Linked DNA regions of Mus musculus: region 2 is linked to region 1. The links are chromatin contacts, called in public Micro-C maps. All regions are on one chromosome and are shown on one strand. The core of a region is the stretch at or near the end of the contact, and the rest is flanking DNA. Distances in the headings are between cores, read along the strand shown.

The links. Hi-C and Micro-C count contacts between places; a contact is called where the count stands out from the background.
Region 2: a contact with region 1 is called in a Micro-C map of muscle stem cells, with 3 times the contacts expected there. The contact joins the promoter of C030037F17Rik here to the enhancer-like site in region 1. A contact is called at or near these places in 2 of 484 Hi-C or Micro-C datasets (cerebral cortex and muscle stem cells), 1 of 115 datasets of contacts at active chromatin or transcription factors (embryonic stem cells) and 2 of 9 other capture datasets (adipose tissue and liver).

The regions. Positions count from the first base shown.
Region 1 is chr8:14,727,323-14,732,774 of GRCm38.p6, reverse strand. It overlaps Dlgap2 (DLG associated protein 2), which reads right to left. Exons shown (of 16, transcript NM_172910.3): 6 at 4,777-5,452. Among named protein-coding and RNA genes, the nearest start is that of C030037F17Rik, 36 kb to the left of the region's middle. Within about 2 kb of position 2,309, at least 35 of the 459 cell types and tissues checked have an H3K27ac peak or open chromatin away from gene starts, as enhancers often do. A contact at or near this core is called in muscle stem cells, where this site is marked.
Region 2 is chr8:14,762,829-14,768,280 of GRCm38.p6, reverse strand. C030037F17Rik (a long non-coding RNA gene) reads left to right here and starts at 2,075. Exons shown (of 3, transcript XR_001778520.2): 1 at 2,075-2,225. All of the region lies in intron 7 of Dlgap2 (DLG associated protein 2), which reads right to left.

The DNA.
Region 1 (5,452 bases), core at 1,060-3,559:
ATCCCTTTCCATCCAATCTCTCTCAACCCTTCAACACTTAGGAGCCTTGTTTGTAAAGATCCACAGGTGCTCCCAGCTACACAGACAAGGAAGCAAACCCCGAGGGCTTGTCTTTTACTTGGCAGGGGGCCAACAGAGCCAGGGTCACTGTGGTTCCACTGTGGTCCCCCACTGTGTGTGGGGAGACAGCCAAGCCACAACTCAGAGAGGATATGCGGGCAAAAGAGGCAGGTGATGGGGCATGGTAGAGCCAGAGAGTTGGTGCTCACAGGGGTTGAGGGAAGAGAATATTTTCTATGGGGACAGAACAAATGTGGCCTCCTTGGCTGGCACCAGGTACCCTCCAAGGCCAGTGTCTCCTCCTCCGCACACAGGGAACCGCTTGGTCCTGAACAGGGTACAGTGACTCACTCCTTGCCCCATTATTCCAAGTTTGGCCTTAAGACCGTTTGTCTACTGAGGCAGAAAATAAAAGAACAAAAGCCCTTCCAGAGAAGAACATGGGCCAAAATTCCCCTTCGGTTCTATTTACTGGGTTTTGACCTACTTACAAACACGGATCTTCCCAGAGTGTTAACTACAGACTCCGAGTAGAGCAGTCCGAAGGTGGACATGGAGTGTTGTGCTCTCGTTCAACTGCAAATCGCTAATTTGGGGTAGAAAAAAACCAACCAAACAAAACAAAACAAAAAAACCAAACCAAACCAAACCAAACCCAAACAAAACCTACTGCCCCCAGGCACTGAGTTCTTGTTCTCTTAGATCACATCCTTACAAAGCACCGCAGGCACACGCCTTTAGTTTTTCATCAATTCCCAATGCTAGTTGTGAAATAAAGTCCTGGCTTGTGTCAGCCAGGACCTTTCCACTGGAAAGTTTAGCACCACCAGCGTGAGGGGACAACCCTATGAGGACATCTTTGAATGCACCCCGGACATCAATTCAGCTGGGTCTGGGGACAAACGCTGCCTGAGGAGGCGTGTGTATTTCATAAATCTTCCCACAAGTGGTAGTGAGACAGCTAGAGGACGCCAGGGAAGAGAGGAGGAAGGACTTTGTTCAGAGGTGAAAGCGGACGGAGAATGGTGTATAGCGGAAAGATCTTTGGGGATAAGCTATTTCTTTGTGGGGGAGGGGAGGGTCCTTGTGAAAGCCATAACTTCCTTTCAGGGTCCCCAAACCTCCCACCCTATAGGTTTAATGTTTGGAGCATGCTGTTCATGTGAAGAGTGGGAGGGGAGCTAGGTCTGTGCCCCCTGCAGCTGCCATGCTTAGCAAAGCGCAGCCCCCTGGCTACCATTAGCCACAGAAGGACTGATGGAGTGGACAGAAGACCTAAGGCAGTTGGGGCTTGTAGGTGGTCACCCAGGCTCTGGGGATCTGAACTCTGGTCCTCATATTTCTGTGGCAAGTACTTTGCCCGCTGAGCACATCTTCATGGCCCTGTAGTATGTCCTTTTCATAGATGGATTATGGAATCACTACAGCTCCCATGATATGGTTTGTGGGACCCCTTCCACCTAACCTGGTAGGGAAGGGACAAGGTGTAGACAGAGTAAAACCACCAGAAAGTCACGGATTTTTAAAGTGGGTGTCAGGTAAAAGATGATGTTACACTCCACCTTTGGGGACTGTTGCTATTTTCCATAAACGGTAGCACTGAGAACAGGGTGACTGGAAGGCAGAGAAGGGAATGTGCAAATCGGGGTTGGTAGCCTCTGGGCCAGCACTGAGCATGTGCAGAGCAGGGATGGTAGCCTCTGGGCTGTGGGCTGATGCTGAACAGTTGAGGGTAAAGCGCAGAGCAGAGAGCTCAGGACTGGAGTGAGGAGGACACAGGGTGAAAAGCCCATTACAACACTGCCCAGTGCTCAGGAAATGCTGCACTGGAAATTTCCCAGGCACAAAGGAAAAAAAAGAAAAAACAAAAAAAACCAAAATAAAAAAAAAAAAAAAAGACAAGCTTTTTGCTACTCTGTGATAGGACCAGAGCGAGCCCCGGTTTTACTCACAGTGTACCTTTAGATAAGCAGAGAGAACATTTTACATTTGGACATCATTAAGGTTTGCCAACTACAAGCAAAATTTAAACCTTTTCTACTGCTGTAAAAATAATACTTTATCTAACTACCAATTTGTCTCTTTGAATAAATCTGTCTATACAAGCAATTTGGTGAGCATCTCCTTTCAAAACAGAACCAGTGAGCCTTGGACGACATACCAGGAAGAATTGGCACTGCTGGATGCCTCTGCCACCTGACTCCCAGAAAGATTCACAGTTGTTCATCTGTTTCGTTAATTGGCCACTTGGTGACTCAGCCAGTGTTTAGAGCCATTACTCAGTATCTAAGAGGGCGACACTCAGCCAGTGCATGGCCAGGCCAAGCTCTGCTTCTTACAGGATGCAGATTTGGGGTTTGTGAATTAGACACATACTATGAATCCTTCAGGAAACCTGAAGTGTTTAGGTTGTGGTGAAGGTGCTGCTGGCTGGCAGTAGCTGCAGAGGCTTCCTCAGGAGTGGTGGTGTCTTCTGAGGCTGAGGCCTCCCCTGTCATTCTTGGTGAGAGAGTCATGAGGAGTCAGAGAGGAGATTTATATAAAACGCAGAGCAGCACAGGATCCTGTGAGCAATGTCTGTAATGTGTTTTTGCCTTGGTGAATCCGTCTTATCCACATCCTGGAGAAGAGGCACCCTTACCACTGACAAAACTCCCTGTCATCACTAGGTGCCACATGGCTTAGGGATGCTGTTGCCACATGAGAGAAGTGAACTCATGTGAATGGCAGGTCACAGACACAAGCATCTATGTGTTCAGGGCACTTGTGTTGCTGTGCTACATCCCTGGCACTGAGGGATGGGTGGTCACATTGGAGCGGTGTTTCAAAGGTCAGCCCAAAGGAACCCACGCCCATCTCCCATCAGTCGTATTGTGTCTCTGTTCACAGAAGCCAACACAGGGAGTGAACCTGATGTGCATCAGTGAGTGACTGGCTAAGAGAAGGGATGTACACACAGCATGAGATGCTGTACACACACATGGGGTGCTGTACACACATAGCATGGGATGCTGTACACACATAGCATGGGGTGCTGTACACACACATGGGATGCTGTACACACATAGCATGGGATGCTGTACACACATAGCATGGGGTGCTGTACACACATAGCATGGGGTGCTGTACACACATAGCATGGGATGCTGTACACACATAGCATGGGATGCTGTACACACATAGCATGGGGTGCTGTACACACATAGCATGGGATGCTGTACACACATAACATGGGGTGCTGTACACACACAGCAGGAGATGCCATGCACATAGCATGAGATGCTGTACACACACATGGGGTGCTGTACGCACATAGCATGGGGTGCTGTACACACATAGCATGGGGTGCTGTACACACATAGCATGGGGTGCTGTACACACATAGCATGGGATGCTGTACACACATAGCATGGGGTGCTGTACACACATAGCATCAGATGCTGTACACACACATGGGATGCTGTACGCACATAGCATGGGATGCTGTACACACATAGCATGGGATGCTGTACACACATAGCATGGGATGCTGTACACACATAGCATGGGATGCTGTACACACATAGCATGGGATGCTGTACACACATAGTATGGGGTGCTGTACACACACAGCAGGAGATGCCATGCACATAGCATGAGATGCTGTACACACACATGGGGTGCTGTACACACATAGCATGGGATGCTCTACACACACAGCAGGAGATGCCATGCACATAGCATGGGGTGCTGTACACACAGCATGGGGTGCTGTTTAAGCTGAGAGATGGGGTGAAGAGGAATCACTGCCACTTACAATAGGGACAAACCTGGAGCACAGTGCGCTCAGTGAAACAAACTAGACTCCAAAAGACAAACTCTAAACAGTTTCCCTCACGTGGAAGCTCGAGAGCTGGGGTCCACAGAAGCAGCGTAGGGGCGGGAAGAGGGTGTGTGTGGTGGTGTTAGAAGGATGCTTGATTTTACTTATACAGGAAGAGGTCATCTGAGATCCATTACATAGCAGGATGGTTACAGTTAATCTTAGATTATATGCTTAGGAGTTGCAGGAGAATCAACAGGAATATGGGAGTGAATGGGACCAAAATATTATGTACACATATGAAAATGAGGCCCACTACTATGTATAATGTATAATATTATGCTAATAATAAAAACTTAAAAATTATGGTAGGTTTAGCCAGGCCTGGTGGGACACACTTATAATCCCATGCAGGCCAAGGCAGGAGGATTGCTGTGAGTTCAAGACCAGCATGGTTTACACACTAGGTTCAAGGCTAGCTTGCATCACAATGTGAGATTTTTATCTCTGAAAGCAACCAAAAATTTTTAGCAGGGTAATTGCCAGTTATAAGAATTTCTAATTCCAAACTAATAGAAAAAAAATCCAAGGGCTGTAAAGTTCCCATACAAGTGACTGACGTTGAGGATTATCATGCTCAGAGTGTATATACCAAACAACCGGACTTCACAAAAAAAGACGTAACAATATTATATCTCAGCAATTAAATTCTCAAGACGGTGGGCTTGGGGAGTTCTAGCTACAACACAGGTCTATGGAGCAAGCATCCTGGACTGCTTCTGAATCCTAAAAGTGCCTTCAAGCTTCACTTTGTATGCTATATATGCTATACATTTATGCAGTCCTTCCACCAAATTCAAACGACAGCAAAGGGTACAACCTTCCGCACAAGGACACAGTTACCTGAGCCTTACCTGGAGGTAGTGGCATGGCCGCAGGGAAGGCTTGATCTCTGGGTGGACCAGGGGCTTGTCCAAGTTCAGGGAGCTCTTGCGGTAGGCCTCCTTAGCCTGGCTCACCGTGAGCGTGGACCAGGAGCTACGTTTCATGTACCTGGTGTCTGGCGTGAGGGCCAAGCCTTCACAGGCTGAGCACTTAACATCGTTGTTGCTTTTGGAAGTCTTTAGTGAGAGGTCCCCAAATGGGCTCTGCAGCGCCTCAGGGTAGCAGTGGGGAATGTGGTCCATGTGGTGGCGGTGCGCCACGCTGGGTGTCCGGTATGTGCTGTCACTGTCCAGGTTGTCGTCAGAACTCCACCAGCTGCTCATACCAGACTTGTGCTTGCTCTCTGGCTTCCGCTCCTTGCTTTTACTCCTTTTGCTGTGTTTGGAAAGGTGACTCTGGTGGTGGTCATCCACACGACTGTCACTCTTGGTCCCATTGATGTTGCTCTTGGACGATCCCTCCAAAGAATGAGACTTGGTGAAAAGTTTCTGAACGGAGTGGACCAAATGCCGGATTCTGCCTGGACTCTCATTCCGCTGTTCCGTGGCAGCCGAGGCCCTCTGGTACTGCAGTGTGTGGAAACCATCCCGGTGCAGGGGGAGCTGTTTCTCAAACTGGTCTAAGAGGTTGGCGGGGATGCGGTTT
Region 2 (5,452 bases), core at 826-3,325, 36 kb before region 1:
TATGTCTAACATTAAACCTCAACGACACCTTAGCCTATTCCCTAGCTCTAACACCACCTCTCTCTGCTATCTTTCTCTATTGCTTCATCGCTTCATCTTCCCCTGTGTGCCGTGTCCTCTCCTTATCTCCTGTATTGTCTGTGGCAGTCTATGGCAAGCCCTCCATAGAGAGTCATTTGCCCTGTGTAGGGCAATTCTGTAGAGTGTTCCTGAGCCATGTGTCAGGAACAGTGTAGGATGCTAAAAACTGGAACCATAGCAAGAGTCCCTTGTGGAATTCTTTGAGCATCACACAGGGGATTAGGCTCACTATACCGGAGCAGTGTCACATGCAAAATGAACCATGGTGGCAACCCATGGACATCCTGTTTAATTTGCTTAGAAGGATGTGGGGATAACTTTAGTTATACACTTTAGTGATCCTGGATGTTGACTGAACTGTCTCGGGACACCCTCAGGGAGCTAAGGTAACAAGCCTCATCAGCAAGGAACCTGATATTTGGTTGAAGTTCTGCATGGACATTGGGTCTGAGTTTGAACCTTAGCGTCCATGTAAAAACAGGATGAAGGGTGTGTGCCTACGATACCAGTGCTGGGTTCTGGAGGTGTGCTGGCCAGCCAGTGTAGGCAGTTGGTGAGTTCTAGGTTCAGTGAGAGATGCTGTCTCAAAAAATACAGTGGAGAGCAATTGAGAAAGAACCTGATGTCAACTTCTGGGCCTTCAAATGTACACACACACCAACACACACACACACACACACACCAACACCATATTCACACATGCATACACACAGACACACAGACATACACACACATGCACACAGACACTCTCACACAGACATACACACATACATACACACACATATACACACAGACACATATACACACATACATAGATATACACACACACTCACACAGAGACACATACATATACACACAGACACACAAACTCACAGAGAGACACACACAGACACACACTTGTCCACACATACATCTATCTATGATGGAATATTATTAAGCCATAGTGAAGAATTATATCCTCCAATTTTCAGTAAAAATGGATGATTCTGGAGGACATTATATTTAGTACAATCAAACAGATGGAGAAAGACAAATACCACATGTTCTCCGCCATTCATAGAAGATAAAAAACAAGTTGACTTGGCACTAGGACAGTGTGTGTTAGAGACCAGGAGTGATATTCATTAGCAAGGTAGGTGAGGGAAGCGGGTTGGATCAATGTTACGTGTGCGTATGTGTTGAAATACCACAGTAAACCCTACTGAGTTAGATGGCTGGTACATGCTGACCAAAATAAAGCAATTAGACAACCTTATCCTTTAAGACCTTCAGCTGTATAATGGCTGCCTTATGTAACACATGAGACCAGGACACCTGCTTTCCAGTTCTTTTCAGCTGTTCTCAGATTTCTTTCAATTGGGACCTTGCCTCCTCCTCCTCCCATCCTCCCACCCTCCCTTTCTCTCTCCTTCCCTCCCCATTCTTTTCTTTCTTCATTATGGATACGGTTGGTTGGTAGAGGCTTTGGGTTTTGTTATTTTCTTCTTAAGCATGCTGTTATTTACTGTGTCTGGTGCCTTGAGCTATCTGGGCTTGTGTTATGTAGGCTGTGGGAAGCTCCAAGTATTGTTCAGCAAACACTCACCATATTTCCCATGGGCTTCAACTGAGTCCTAAACTTGGTTCAGGGATATACATTTTTTTCCATAGGAATTGGGGGTCTTCTCCTGTATGGTTCCATTTTTTCTGCACATTTTTCTTGTCACCATGGAAACCTGAATCCCACCCTTTAATATACTAGTCCACTAAGATGCTGGTTTTCTGTTGAAGGACGTCCTTGCTACTTAGGAAAGTATGCAGGTCACACGACTGTAGAGAGCAATGGGAGAATGGGGTTTCTCTCTTCTCTCTGCTTATTTGTTTTGAACTGGTGTGTGTATATATTCCAGAGTTTGTCTTCTGTACATAGGTTAGTTCAACACAAGCCATTATTCTGGAACCTGATCTCTATGTTTTTAAGCTCTGTTGGCATGAGCAACATGTTTGGGCAGCTTTGTGTCAGTCACTGGCTGATTCAGGGAAATCGGTGCCGACTCCTACCATAGCCTGAGATGCTTCGCCTTGTGGTGAAGTTCAGGAATATGCAAAGATTCTACAAGGACTGTTTGTGCCCAGGCTTTGACAACTTGTCACACAAAACTGAGGTAAGCCATTAGTCAAGTATGGTGATAGATACACACACACACACACACACACACACACACACACACTCAGAGAGACGGACAGAGACATACAGAGAGAAACAGAATGAAAGACATACACACACATATACACACACACACAAAGGAGGAGAGACAGAGACACACAGAGAGACAGAGACAGAGAGAGACAGAGAGATAGACAGACAGACAGACAGACACACACACACACACACACACACACACACACACACACACACACAAACCCTATGGATAGCCATGCCACCAGTTCTTGACTCTGTCTGTGTGACTGAGGCCAGCAACATTATCTGTGAGACCACACCTCACAAACTGGCAAACTGTGTATATGAAACCAACTCTAAGCTGACTTCCTTCCCATGCCTACAGCAGTCTTGGCTCTGCTCCTATAAAGGTGGTAAGCCATGTCCATTACCAAGTCCCGAGTCCTGCATGCTCAGACTGTTTTCTTTCTGCTTAGCATCCTGGCAGAGCCCACATGTGTTCCTGAGGACATGTGTGGTGACCAGCTGGTTTCCTAGATGACAAATCTCTGAGGAGGGAGGTGACATCAGGCATTATCTTGTCTTCGGAGGCCCCATGGCTCTGCTGAAAGGCTCCCTTAGAAAACACTGTTGGCTCTAAGACCTTTAGACCTTGTCATGCCTCACCAAAACCGGTCTCACCACTAATGTCTGCTGAGGCTAACTGGAGTAGAAGGCAGAAACTTAATCCTGAGACAGTCATTTCTGAGATGTAAAGATTCAACTTGTGAACAAGTTTCCCAATAATCTGTTTTGTTTTGTTTTGTTTTGTTTTGTTTTGTTTTGTTTTGTTTTTTTCCTAGGAAGGAACAGAACAAAACAGTGTGGTATTATTAAGCTATGTGCTTCGCTCTGTTGAGACTGGATGTGACCTCAGTGGAACCTATACCTAGCTTGACTTGGTAGAAAAGAATGACGTCATTGAGAGGTGACCGCATGGCTGTGTCCCCAGCTACAGGATAGGGTTGAGATTTTTGGCACAATGCTTGTATGATTTCAAGTTAATGTCCTTACACACCTGCAGTGGGTGTTCATGGCTCTATGGTGAATTAGTAACTTAATGGACAGAGACGAGCCAGTAGGCTGTTCTCAGAGCTGAGCGCTGCTGGCCTTAACCCACTGGTGTTCCTTTCTCTGAGATTGCGTGCTTCATTTCCCCTTAAATGGCCATGTCACGTCCTGGGTCATGGGTTTGTAGATGGAGTAGCCCTGAAATGACTCAGGCATAAAAAAAAAGTCTCAAGTCACCTTTTCAACAGTTCACCCTCGGGTGGCACCCTGGGGCAAATGAGGCCACACCCTATGTCTATATTAAAGCACCTAGTGTGTGCAGTCTCCACAGGCTGTCACTCTTGTGAATTCAGCTCTCTTCACCTATTGCTGAAGCTGTGAGAAGAAGACACTCAGGGGGGACAGAAGCTGCCTGGGAGTTGGAAGAGCATCTGAAGGGCCACACAAAGCTCTGCTAGAATGTGCTTTTTACCACCTGTCCTTCAAAGGTTCCAGAGGAGGAATGCCGGGGTGAGGTCAGAGCATTAGGGCAAATCTTGAGCTGATTCTGAAGACGTCATAGTTACACATGGCTTACTCCTCTAAGGGTGCAGTGTCCGGGTCAGCAGATTGAAGTGACATTGACCCTTTTCCACGGTGGAGACTATGGGACCTCTGGATTATAGGCTGATGGGCTAGCTCTGACTGGCTCTGTCACTTTGGCTTTTGTAGATAGAAGTGGCGGCACCATACCATCTTGTGACAAGTACCAAGGACAAGTAGGAAAGCCACACCTCCCTGCAGCAGCTTTCTCCAGTAGCTCTGCTGTCACCACAGACCCGCCACAAACACACCCACTTGCCTACCATCTTGTTTCCAGAGAGGGGACATGGAAGGCTACAGCGTGCTCCCAAACTCCTCCTTAAGGAGACACTACAGGTGGTTTACAGACCAGACCACATTTGAGGAACTCGCTCTACTTAGACAGAGGGTCAGGAAGCCTCTTAAGGACTGTTCAGAAATCAAGATTTTTTTTTTAAGTCATTTCATTTACAAAGCATAACAAATGTGTGGAGTCTATTTTCTAGTGTTGGGAGGTGAATTTTTTTCTGCGTTTAGAGGAAACAATAATTCACTCAAGACATTTCCCCTGATAGCAAAGCCACAGTTCCTGGAGATTATGCAGCTCTGGGACGGTTCAAAGAGCATCCATGGCACCTGCAGAGAGGAGCCAGCAACTGCCTCCCTTTCTCTGCTGTTCCATCCCTCAGTGTATACTTTGTCTGATCCAGCTCTGACTTAGGCACCTGCAGAGAAGGTGGGCATTGGGATACCTGAAGCAAGCGAGGAGACAGGAATCCCAAGTTACCCTGGATTGAGAAGACAGACCTCAGAAGACATCACACACTGAGGTGACTAGAGTTTAATAACTCTCACGGAATCTCATCAAATATTAAATGATCAAATATTGAACCACAGCTTCCTGCCAGGAAACTCTTGATACAGAAGCTTCCTACCCCTCCCCAGGTCTGCTCCTTGGGCAAATATCACAGAGATGGGAAGTCTGAATGGCTCAGCTGTTGAAGCCGCGATCCAGGCCCATCTGTCTGTGTGTGGAACCGCAGGGAGCTGCGCGGCCTCTGATTCCATGCTAGTGTGGAGACATGATGATGAGTTAGCAGTGACATCAGTGTCTCATCTGGAGGTTGTCAGTCTCCAGCCGGGTCTGAAAGTGTGGCGAATCAGATTAGATTCACAGTGAGATATGGTTCTCAGAGCTCAGAAAGGCTGAGGGACTGGAGGCTTTCTGTGACCCTCATCCCTCCCTCAAAACCACACATATAACTGAGGGCAGCTACAGACAGCACTCAGAACATACTGCTGGCCAGAAGTCTGATGACAGAAGCAGCTATGGACCATAGGGGACAGGGGGATGAGCTCACAGCATACTCACCCCTGATCTCCGTAACTGGCTAGAGACTCGCAACACCCACTCTTCCCATGTAGTTTGATTTCTTTTAATTTTATTTGATCTATAGTGAATGACTTTGACAGTTGTTTAATTGATCCCAACCTATACCTGAGCCAGAGATACAGTCCTAATTATCCCCTATCCCACAGTCCTCGGCATGCAGGAGGCTCAGACTTACTCCATTCCTTCTCCAAGGCTGAGAACCAACC